Linked DNA regions of Zea mays: regions 2 and 3 are each linked to region 1. The links are chromatin contacts, called in public Hi-C maps. All regions are on one chromosome and are shown on one strand. Each heading gives the region's core, a stretch centred on a gene start, on an enhancer-like site or on the middle of the called end of the contact. The rest is flanking DNA. Distances are from core to core; before and after follow the strand shown. Region 1 holds the start of LOC100283266. Region 2 holds the start of LOC100383751. Region 3 holds the start of LOC100284660 (cytosolic purine 5-nucleotidase).

The links. A called contact is a pair of places that touch in the nucleus more often than the background predicts.
Region 2: a contact with region 1 is called in a Hi-C map of tassel, with 1.8 times the contacts expected there. The contact joins the promoter of LOC100383751 here to the promoter of LOC100283266 in region 1. A contact is called at or near these places in 4 of 25 Hi-C or Micro-C datasets (ear, endosperm, leaf and 1 more).
Region 3: a Hi-C map of endosperm shows a contact between it and region 1, with 2.7 times the contacts expected there. The contact joins the promoter of LOC100284660 here to the promoter of LOC100283266 in region 1. A contact is called at or near these places in 6 of 25 Hi-C or Micro-C datasets (ear, endosperm, leaf and 3 more).

The regions. Positions count from the first base shown.
Region 1 is chr1:289,364,598-289,367,533 of Zm-B73-REFERENCE-NAM-5.0, reverse strand. It overlaps LOC100283266, which reads left to right and starts at 1,411. Exons shown (of 8, transcript NM_001294274.1): 1 at 1,411-1,486; 2 at 1,644-1,725; 3 at 2,466-2,519; 4 at 2,633-2,724; 5 at 2,808-2,921. The coding sequence starts at 1,433.
Region 2 is chr1:289,556,924-289,559,859 of Zm-B73-REFERENCE-NAM-5.0, reverse strand. It overlaps LOC100383751, which reads right to left and starts at 1,451. Exons shown (of 5, transcript NM_001362128.1): 1 at 1,188-1,451; 2 at 975-1,082; 3 at 757-881; 4 at 574-674; 5 at 1-479. The coding sequence starts at 1,407. The coding sequence ends at 383.
Region 3 is chr1:289,499,576-289,502,511 of Zm-B73-REFERENCE-NAM-5.0, reverse strand. LOC100284660 (cytosolic purine 5-nucleotidase) reads left to right here and starts at 1,434. Exons shown (of 17, transcript NM_001157555.2): 1 at 1,434-2,077; 2 at 2,596-2,858. The coding sequence starts at 1,936.

The DNA of each region.
Region 1 (2,936 bases), core at 162-2,661:
TTTAATTTTTATATATTCATGATTATTTATTAATACATGTTCACATTTTGGTACTATATAATTATCTATGTTATTGTCTTATGTTTCATAACCTTCATCCCCTAATTTTACATGTCATATCTATGAAGGTATGTCCTTCATAACCTTCGTCCGAAGATTATTATATCCTTAGAGAAATAATGCTTCGAAGGACAAGTACATTAACATTTAACATTTTTTTATGTTGCCTTGTTCTTAATTCATAGCATTTGAGAATAAGTCCCCAACATCATCCTATGAGCTCGTTTGGATCTAGCATATTAAATTTTAGTCTTGTCACTGAGATGTTTAAATACTAGTTAAATGTATGGTATATAGTATAATTATAAAATAATTATATATATAAAGACAAAACAATAAGATGAGTATATTAAACTTAATTAGTCCATGATTCACTAATGTTGTGTTATAATTAGTTATAGATTAATTATGTTTAAAAAATGACTCATCATCTATTCTTATCTTTTTGTCTTTATATTATGGTTTAATTTTTCTATTAAACTTAATTAGTCCAATCTGAGAACCAAACACCATATGAGAAAAGTAATCAGCTATGTCTTACGTTACACCCTATATGGCCACCCATGTCCCAAAAAACACTCCAAACCGACCTCCGGAAGAAGCGCTTCGATGGTATTCGGTTTATTAGATTAATTCGGTTCGATCTATTCAGATTCGTGAAAATCCGGGTTCTAAAAAATAAGAACTAAAATTTTTAAAATAATTTTATAAACCGAATCTGAATAGACTCACAATTTCAGTTTGGTCTATTCAGTCCACCGAATAGATCCAAATAGTAGAGAAACTAGTATCTTTTGTTAAAATATATACAATGAATAATAAATTAAAGTACTATTATTAGAACAAGTGACTATAAAAATTAGCATAGAAAGATATATACTATCGTTAAGATGACATCATATTTTTTAGCTAATAAGTTCATAAATCATATAATAATATCATCACATATTAAGAGTTTTTTTTATATTTCGGTTTATTTTGTCTATTCGGGTTTGAAAGGTTAGAAACCGAACCCGAATCCATATCTTCAAATTTAGCATATATATAGGAATCGAATTCGAACCCGAAAACTCGAATAGACCGACAATATTCGGATTTAGATTTGAGTTTTAAAATACCCATCCCTAGCCTAGATCTGTTTGGGCCCCTGCCGCGCTCTCCGACGCAGTTCCCAGTCCACCCAGCCCACAGCCCAGGCCACTCGCAAATCGCAACCCACAGCACGTCTCCTCCTTTGCTCGTCCACCCTGCCATCTCCGCAACCCCTACCTACAGGCAGCAGCCCAGCACGTCCCTTTCTACGCCTCCACCTCCCTCGATTCGTTCCGAGCCCATCGCCTCCGCCTCTTCGTCACCGTCGAGGTCGCACCACATGGCGGCGCTCCTAGCCCGGCAGGCAGCGCAGGCGCTCCGCGCGAGACAGTCGGTACGAATCCCTAGCCCTTTCCGCCCGTGCCCGGCACTTCCGGGGTGCCAGATCCCCTGTATTCGCTCGCGAATTCTCTGGTCGAGAGCCTTGTCATTCCTGGGTGCCGGTAGTTGCGGATGCTTGTGTGACTCTGTGGTGCTGGTGTTTGTTGCAGGCGCAGCTCGGGCCGACAACGTCGGCGATGCAGGGGCACCTCCGTACCTACATGAACGCGGGGATTCCCAAGCGGTTCAAAGGTCAGTGCTCTCCCCCTTTCTATTGGGTTGTTTGCCAGTATCGGTACCACACAAATAGTGCGATTCATGTTGCGCTGGTTACCTACATGTTAAGGGCTTGTTTGTTTTGTTCTCAATCTATATGGATTGGGTGGTATTGAGTAGGTTTAAATTTCATACAAGTTAAAATCTTTCATAATTTTTTCCAATCCCATCCAATCCACATGGGATGGGATGGGAATAACCGGCCTAATAGTAGTGCCCAAGAGCAGTTAATTAAGGGATGTATGAAATGGTTTGGTCTTGGGTTATTGATTGATTGTATGTCTTCCAAGTTTCAATCAACGTGACATGCCCAAATAGGATGATGAACTTGAAATCAGAAATTGATGAGGATAATCTAGCGCAGTTCTATATGAGTGTCTGGTTTGCAATTAGTTGTCTGGTGATGAGTTTTGGTACCTTCGGCTGTGTGAAAGAGCAGTTTTTCAGGATGAGTGTTGGGTAACCAGTTAAATTTGACTTTCAAGTTTCAGCCGACATGAAATTCTCAAATACGAAGTTGTGCCTTCCTGTCTTGGTTTATTTTGAGGATTGTCTGTTGAACTGTACATTTGAAGTTGATGGTTGATTAGGCAGATTACTATATGAGTTGTATTTCTTCACAGTTAGACTTCCTTGTCCTACTATGTGTTTACATACAGAATTTGAGTTTGTTCATTGTTACTTCCCTCTGAGGGTTTAATCCTATTAATGACCAGAGGAAGAGGAGAAAGAACAGCTTGCAAAAGATATCGCAAAAGATTGGAATGCTGGTGAGTTTTGATGATGTTTTTCTGTTCATTAGACAAGAGTATGATCGTTTGCAATTTTGTTTATTGCTGCCGAGATATTGTTGTTTCCCCTCATTGTGATTTTCTTGTTTCAGTGTTTGAAAGGAGCATCAATACATTGTTTTTGACTGAAATGGTCCGTGGCTTGATGCTAACTCTCAAGTACTTCTTCGAGAGAAACGTTACAGTGAGTGGTGAATTTGGTTTATGACATTATATGTACTGTAGTTGCATGCTTCCGTTGACTGTTTTAATCTCACCACATTGCAGATTAACTATCCGTTTGAGAAGGGTCCTCTGAGTCCCCGCTTCCGTGGTGAGCACGCTCTCAGACGTTACGAATCTGGGGAAGAGCGTTGCATTGCTTGTAAACTATGCGAAGCTGTAAGTTGTACTTAT
Region 2 (2,936 bases), core at 202-2,701, 190 kb before region 1:
TTTTGAAACAATATCATAGAAAGACAAGGCTTATTTATTTGAACTTATACAGAGCATTCAATAAAATTTGTACAGATCCATTCATTTCACGTTAGAAGACAATCCAGACTATGAGGTCCGACAATATTACAGCAGTTTATTTAAACTCCTATGGTGAGATGATGATATAAGATATACAACTCCTTTATTTACAAAATCAACAAGAGAAAGAATTGGCTGTCCGTATACAAAATTTTAAATATCCTAACTGGAGATAAAAAAAAGATGACAACATTACATAAATAAAAAGATAGACATAAAATGCTGTCACAGGAAACATCAAGTTGCTACTAGTAAGAGGCCAGAATATTAATAGGTCACACATGTTTCTCATATCCAGGATTTAAATAAATAAAAATATGTGTGCTGGCATTACTCGCCTATCATCTGCGAGCTCAAAATTACTGTTCTCCACCAGAGTTCCCAGTTCAGAGAATGACCTGTAGAAGACAAGGTCAATGAGCCAAAGTTTACTCGATACAATAAACAACAATTCTGTGAGCATCACGTGATGCTAGCTAGCTATAAACATACTTTATGAGCTCCTCGAGCCTAGTATCAGCTTCAACCTTGAGGGAATCCTTATTGGCGAGCAGCGACGCGGCGTTCTTCAGTATCAAGCTGAATGTGCACACCTACAGGGTAATTACATCATTCACCTGGAGCACAAAAACAAACCAGCCGATAGACATGCAAGTGAAAGTAAAAAAACCCAACCTCAACGCCAGTCCGCGACTGGAGCGCGACAATCGAGTTCCTCTGCCGCGGCACGCAGTCCCTTCCTGCCGCAAGGATCCGCCCCTTCACCTCCTCGGCGTCCTCAGTAGACGCACTCGGCGAAGCTACATTGCATCGCACAGCCACGGTTGCTAAGGGTTTCCTGGACATCCGACCAGATTAGACAAGGTCGAGGGCTCCCGAGGACATGGAGTTACCCAGAAGCGCGTGGGCTTTGACGAGGGTGTCCCGGGAGGCGGCGATGGGCGCGAGGAGGAAGGACGCCGACTTCTTCTTCTGCTCCCGCAGCAGCTCCTTGGGCCCAGCTGCGCGCGGCAACACGAAGAGAGAACATGGGAGAATACAAGTGAGATGCCCGGTCACTGCAGAGCCGAGAAAGCTGGTAGGAGAGGCGGAGGATGCGGTCGTACGAATGCCGAGCGAGAAGGCGGCGGCGGCGGCAGGGCGTTCCGGCGCCACCGCTGCCACGAGGAGTGCGACGAGACCGGCGCGGCGGGAGGTGAGGCTCGGAGGCGCCGGTGGCGTCGGTTGCGGCTGTGAGGGTTCCCGGAGGGGAGACGCTACTCCCGTCGTGCTGCGCCGGAAAGGCGGCCTCGCCGGCGGCGCGGCGGGTGAGTGGATGGCGCTCATTGCTAGGCGAACAGCGGTCAACGGGTGCCGGGTGGGGTGGGATTGCGCTTCCTCTGTGCGTGGGCCTCCAAACTTTACAGGACGTCCAGCTGTCCAAATCCACACGAGGAATCCCGTAATGGGAGCATATCTTGTGCACATGCCATGTGCACATATTCAATCTCAGTCAACCATCTTTAATCCGATGTCACGTGGCAATCTTTCAAACATACCCTCCCACCAGCCTCCACATATTGGATTTGTAATTTTGCGAAATCCTCCCTACCTCTTTTCCACCTCACCTTTCAAACCCTTGGCGAATCTAAACAATTTCGCTTTCTTCCCCGATGCCGACAGCCTCATCGTCTCCCGCCGCTGGGCGCGTTCGCGACGGGCGTGCAGAAGAATAGTTGTTCTTTTATTGGCTGATGAACACAGTTTGCATTGGTAAATTAATTCTTGTTCTCACTGCAGAATGCCTCTTTTGGTACCTGCTTGCGAGGATGCATTGAAGCCTGCTGTTGGAATTAATTTTTGATTCTTTACAAGCTGTTGAAGAATATGAGAGTTTCATTGGCTGCGAAATTCCAAAATCGATTGAGATTCATCCACCAATTGAAGTTCGTTTAAAGAGTGAAGGAGTAAAAGAATCAAGAGAGCAGCTATGTGTGTTTGGTTGAGGAGCGGAAGGGAATGAAACGACTATATTCTTATTTTTTTATGTTTGGTTACCATGGAGGAGAACGGAGCGGCTCCTGGAGTCTATAAGGTAGTGTTTGGTTGAAGAGCCAAGTAGAACGGAGCCGTTCTGTCTCAGTTTTGTTGCTGTTTGGTTACAAAGTAACTAGAACGGAATGACTCCAATTAGGGAATATTCTCCTCAGATCCGGAACCATTCCGCTCCAAAAAATCAACCGGACGGAGCCGCTCCGTTCCCATCCCGCTCTCACAGTCGCGCCCCGTTCCGTTCACTCTGCAACCAAACAAAAAATAGAGCCGCTCCGTTCCAGATTACCAAACACAGAACAGAGCGGCTCCGTTCCTAGAATCAGGGATGTAACGGCTCCATTCTACTTGGCTCCTCAACCAAACACTACCTAAATAACAAATATTTGGGATGCTCTCGCTTCACCAAAACGTCCGGATGCGAGCGCTCTCGCGGACGCGAGCGCTCTCATCCCTCTTCTCCACTCAACAGTCATATAACTCTTCAACCAAACAATAAACGGAGCGGCTCTACTCTATTCTACTCTTCAACCAAACAAACAAAAAATGGAGCGATTTCGTTCTGTTTGCCAAACATAGAATGAAATGACTCAATCCTTAGAAATTGGAATGGAGCCGCTCCATCCCAGTTGGCTCTCCAACCAAACGCAACTTAAGCCACGCAAGGGAAAGAATATCAAGAATGCAACGAATTAGCCACCTCAATATGTGAACTTCCTGATGATTTTGTTCATCTTCTTTTGTTGTTGACTGTACCTAGTTTACATGGTAAGTGGTAACTGTAAACAATCTGTTATATTTGGTTCAAACTGTGCTGAATGTTG
Region 3 (2,936 bases), core at 185-2,684, 130 kb before region 1:
GGCCCATTTCCATATTCCAGCCTGCAGGCCTAAAGTGCTGTTGCCCGGTGTTGCTGTTGCCAAATGCTAATTGCCAAATGGAAACCTGAAACCCTACGTCCTACTCCCGTGAGTCCGTGACCAGCCGGCGGCCGCCGTCTTTCCCGTCTCGTGTGGCTGTGTCCCGATCCCAACTCGGCGACTCCCATCTCCATCCCGATTCCCATCTCCAAGGCGGCCAGCCAGGCTCCAGCGCGACCGCCGACCGCTGACCGGAGCGCGACCGACGAGTGCGGCAGTGCGGCAGTGCGCCCCTGCGGCAGTGCGGCCCGCGCGAGCGGCCGAGCGCGACCGGCGACCGGAGCCGCGACCTCCCCTGCGCGAGCGCTACCGGAGCCGCCTCTGCGCCCTGCGTCCCTGCGCCCTTGCGGCCTGCTCGAGCGGCCGAGCGCGACCGCCGACCGGAGCCGCGGCCGCCCCTGCACGAGCGCTACCGGAGTCGCCCCTGCCCCCACGAGCTCCAGCACTCCGGCAACCGTGGCCATTTTTGTATTTCGGGCCTTTATTATTTTCGGGCCGCCAGTTTAAAGCACGACACGTTTAGTGAAATACGGGCCGGGCCGTGGGCCGAGGGGTCGGCCCGTGGGCCGGCACGGCACGACCCGAATTTAATATTGGGCCGGGCCGACCCGAAATTAAATGTGCCGGGCCTTTTCGGGCTTGGGCCGGGCCGGGCCGGGCGGCCCGAATGTACACCTATACCCGTCTCCGTTCCCCGCAGGGACCCGTTAAACTTACATGTGACGATATTTTCATGTAGTATTTAATGATAAAAATAAATAATTAACTTATCAAGAGATCACCCGTTGTACAAATATGGTCATTTTAATGTACACATAATGATTTTTTACATCTAACAATGTGTATAATTGACAATGGTTTACATTAATAACAAATGAATTACGATCTAATTATAATTTAAGTGGTGATGGGGATCCCCGATGGAGATTTATTCCGGCGGGGAACGGTGATGAGAAAGAAATGTCCTTTGCAAGCGTTCGTGGGGTTCTTTATGGGAAAATTTTTTCCGTCGCGGGAACGGGTATGAGAGCTAAAACTCGACGAGGAATTATCCGTTGCCATCCTAATCTGAATGTGATTGGAGAAATTAAATCATTTTTATTAAATTTGATTAAAAAGTGATTTAATCCTCTCTTCAATTACGTCAAGCACTTATCCCTCCATCCATTATTCTCATCGTCGACATTCTTATCCACATCTTACCGGTGCATCCTCCGTTTTGTTCTCCACTCCTCCTGCCCTAGTCTTTGGCCTTTGGGTACGGAGGCGCGTGTGCCCGGAGCCAAGTCGCGGGAGGGAAAGCGGCGCGCGTCATCCGTTACCAGTGGCCAGTGGGGGCAACGTCACCACAGCGGCCAACTCGAACGAATACGCATCCATCCCATCCCAAGCCAGCACCAGCAGTTCCTCCACCACCAGCCCAGCCCTCGCCCCGTCCGTTCGTCCGCCCGCGCCCGCTGCTGCTTGCCTGCTTCCCACGCACGCGAGCTCTGTTCCGTGCTGCAGCAACCGCAACCGCATCCGCATCCGAATCCGCACACGATCCCCGCGCCACTTGCCCCGTCACCCCCCACGCGGCCCGCGCCTCCGCCCGCTCGTCGGCCAATGCCCGGCGCAGGCCAGCTCGGCGAGATGAGATGACGCCGCCGCGCGGCGGTGCCCGGCCTCCCGTCGCTCACGCGCGCCAGCACCAGCACCACCCGGCCCCATCGGGATTCTTCATCCCGTCCTCCACCTAGCGCGGTAGCGCCGCATTTATTCCCTCCCCCGCACAACGGTCACGTTTCCATCGCCCCCCCGTCTTCTCTCCCTCGTCGCATCCGGCACTCCTCCTCGTCTCCTATTTAAAGCGCGCCGGGCTGGGAGCCAGCGATCATGCTATTCTCTAGGAGGCCTCTCGCCGCCGCTTTCCACCTCGCGCCCCTTTCGCCTCCGCTGCTCCTCTTCTTCGCATCCGCGTCCTCGTCCTGCTCGCCCGCCGCCTCCGCCGCCGCCGCGTCGGTCTCCGGCTCCAGGGGTACGTACGCGCTTCTTCCGTGCATTCGTGAGGACTTTCTCTGTAGGGTGAGAATTTTGCCCACTCTTCTCGTGCGATTCTCGTGCTATTTGACCGGTTTCGCTCGCGCGAGATGTTCTGCCTTGTATACCTCCGACCTCACCCAGACTTTGACGGTTGTTTCCAAGGAATTCCCGAACAGAGTTTGTGGATTTCATTGGGTTACCCGGTGCACTTTGGCGAGTCGTGATGCCATGCCGAGATTGTGGATTTTTGTTGGAATTTGATGGATTCTGCATTTTGCATCATCATCTTGTTATTCAGCGTTAGTTGTTTTATTCTCGTGAGAACTACAAATTTTGCCCGTATATCCTTGAAATACGTTGGTCATCTAACCTCTAACGTTTTAACTTTTAACCAACTGTGTCATAATTCCTGATTGAAACAACGTTTTTCTCCACCAATCGTGAAGTACGGTTAGCATTCTTCAGTTTAGATTGTATGCTCTTGCAACACTTGACGTGCTGATCTCCAATCAGGTTGCACTGCTGCAAGGATGGACAGCGGTGCGGTGGAGACAGCGTCCACTGGGGCAGTATGGTCATCACCTTCGGCAGAACCGAGAAGCATTTCTGTCGGGAAGGAGGTATTCTGCAACAGGTCACTCAACATGAGGAACATCACAGCAGTGGGATTTGATATGGACTACACTCTGGCACAGTACAAGCCTGAAACCTTCGAGTCCCTTGCTTACTATGGTACAATAGAGAAGCTTGTGAAGGATCTCCGCTACCCTGAAGAGGTTAGTGCTAAGGAATGCAAATTTTCTTAACACATCAAGATAAAATATCCAGGTTGATTACTTTCATATAGATGTGCC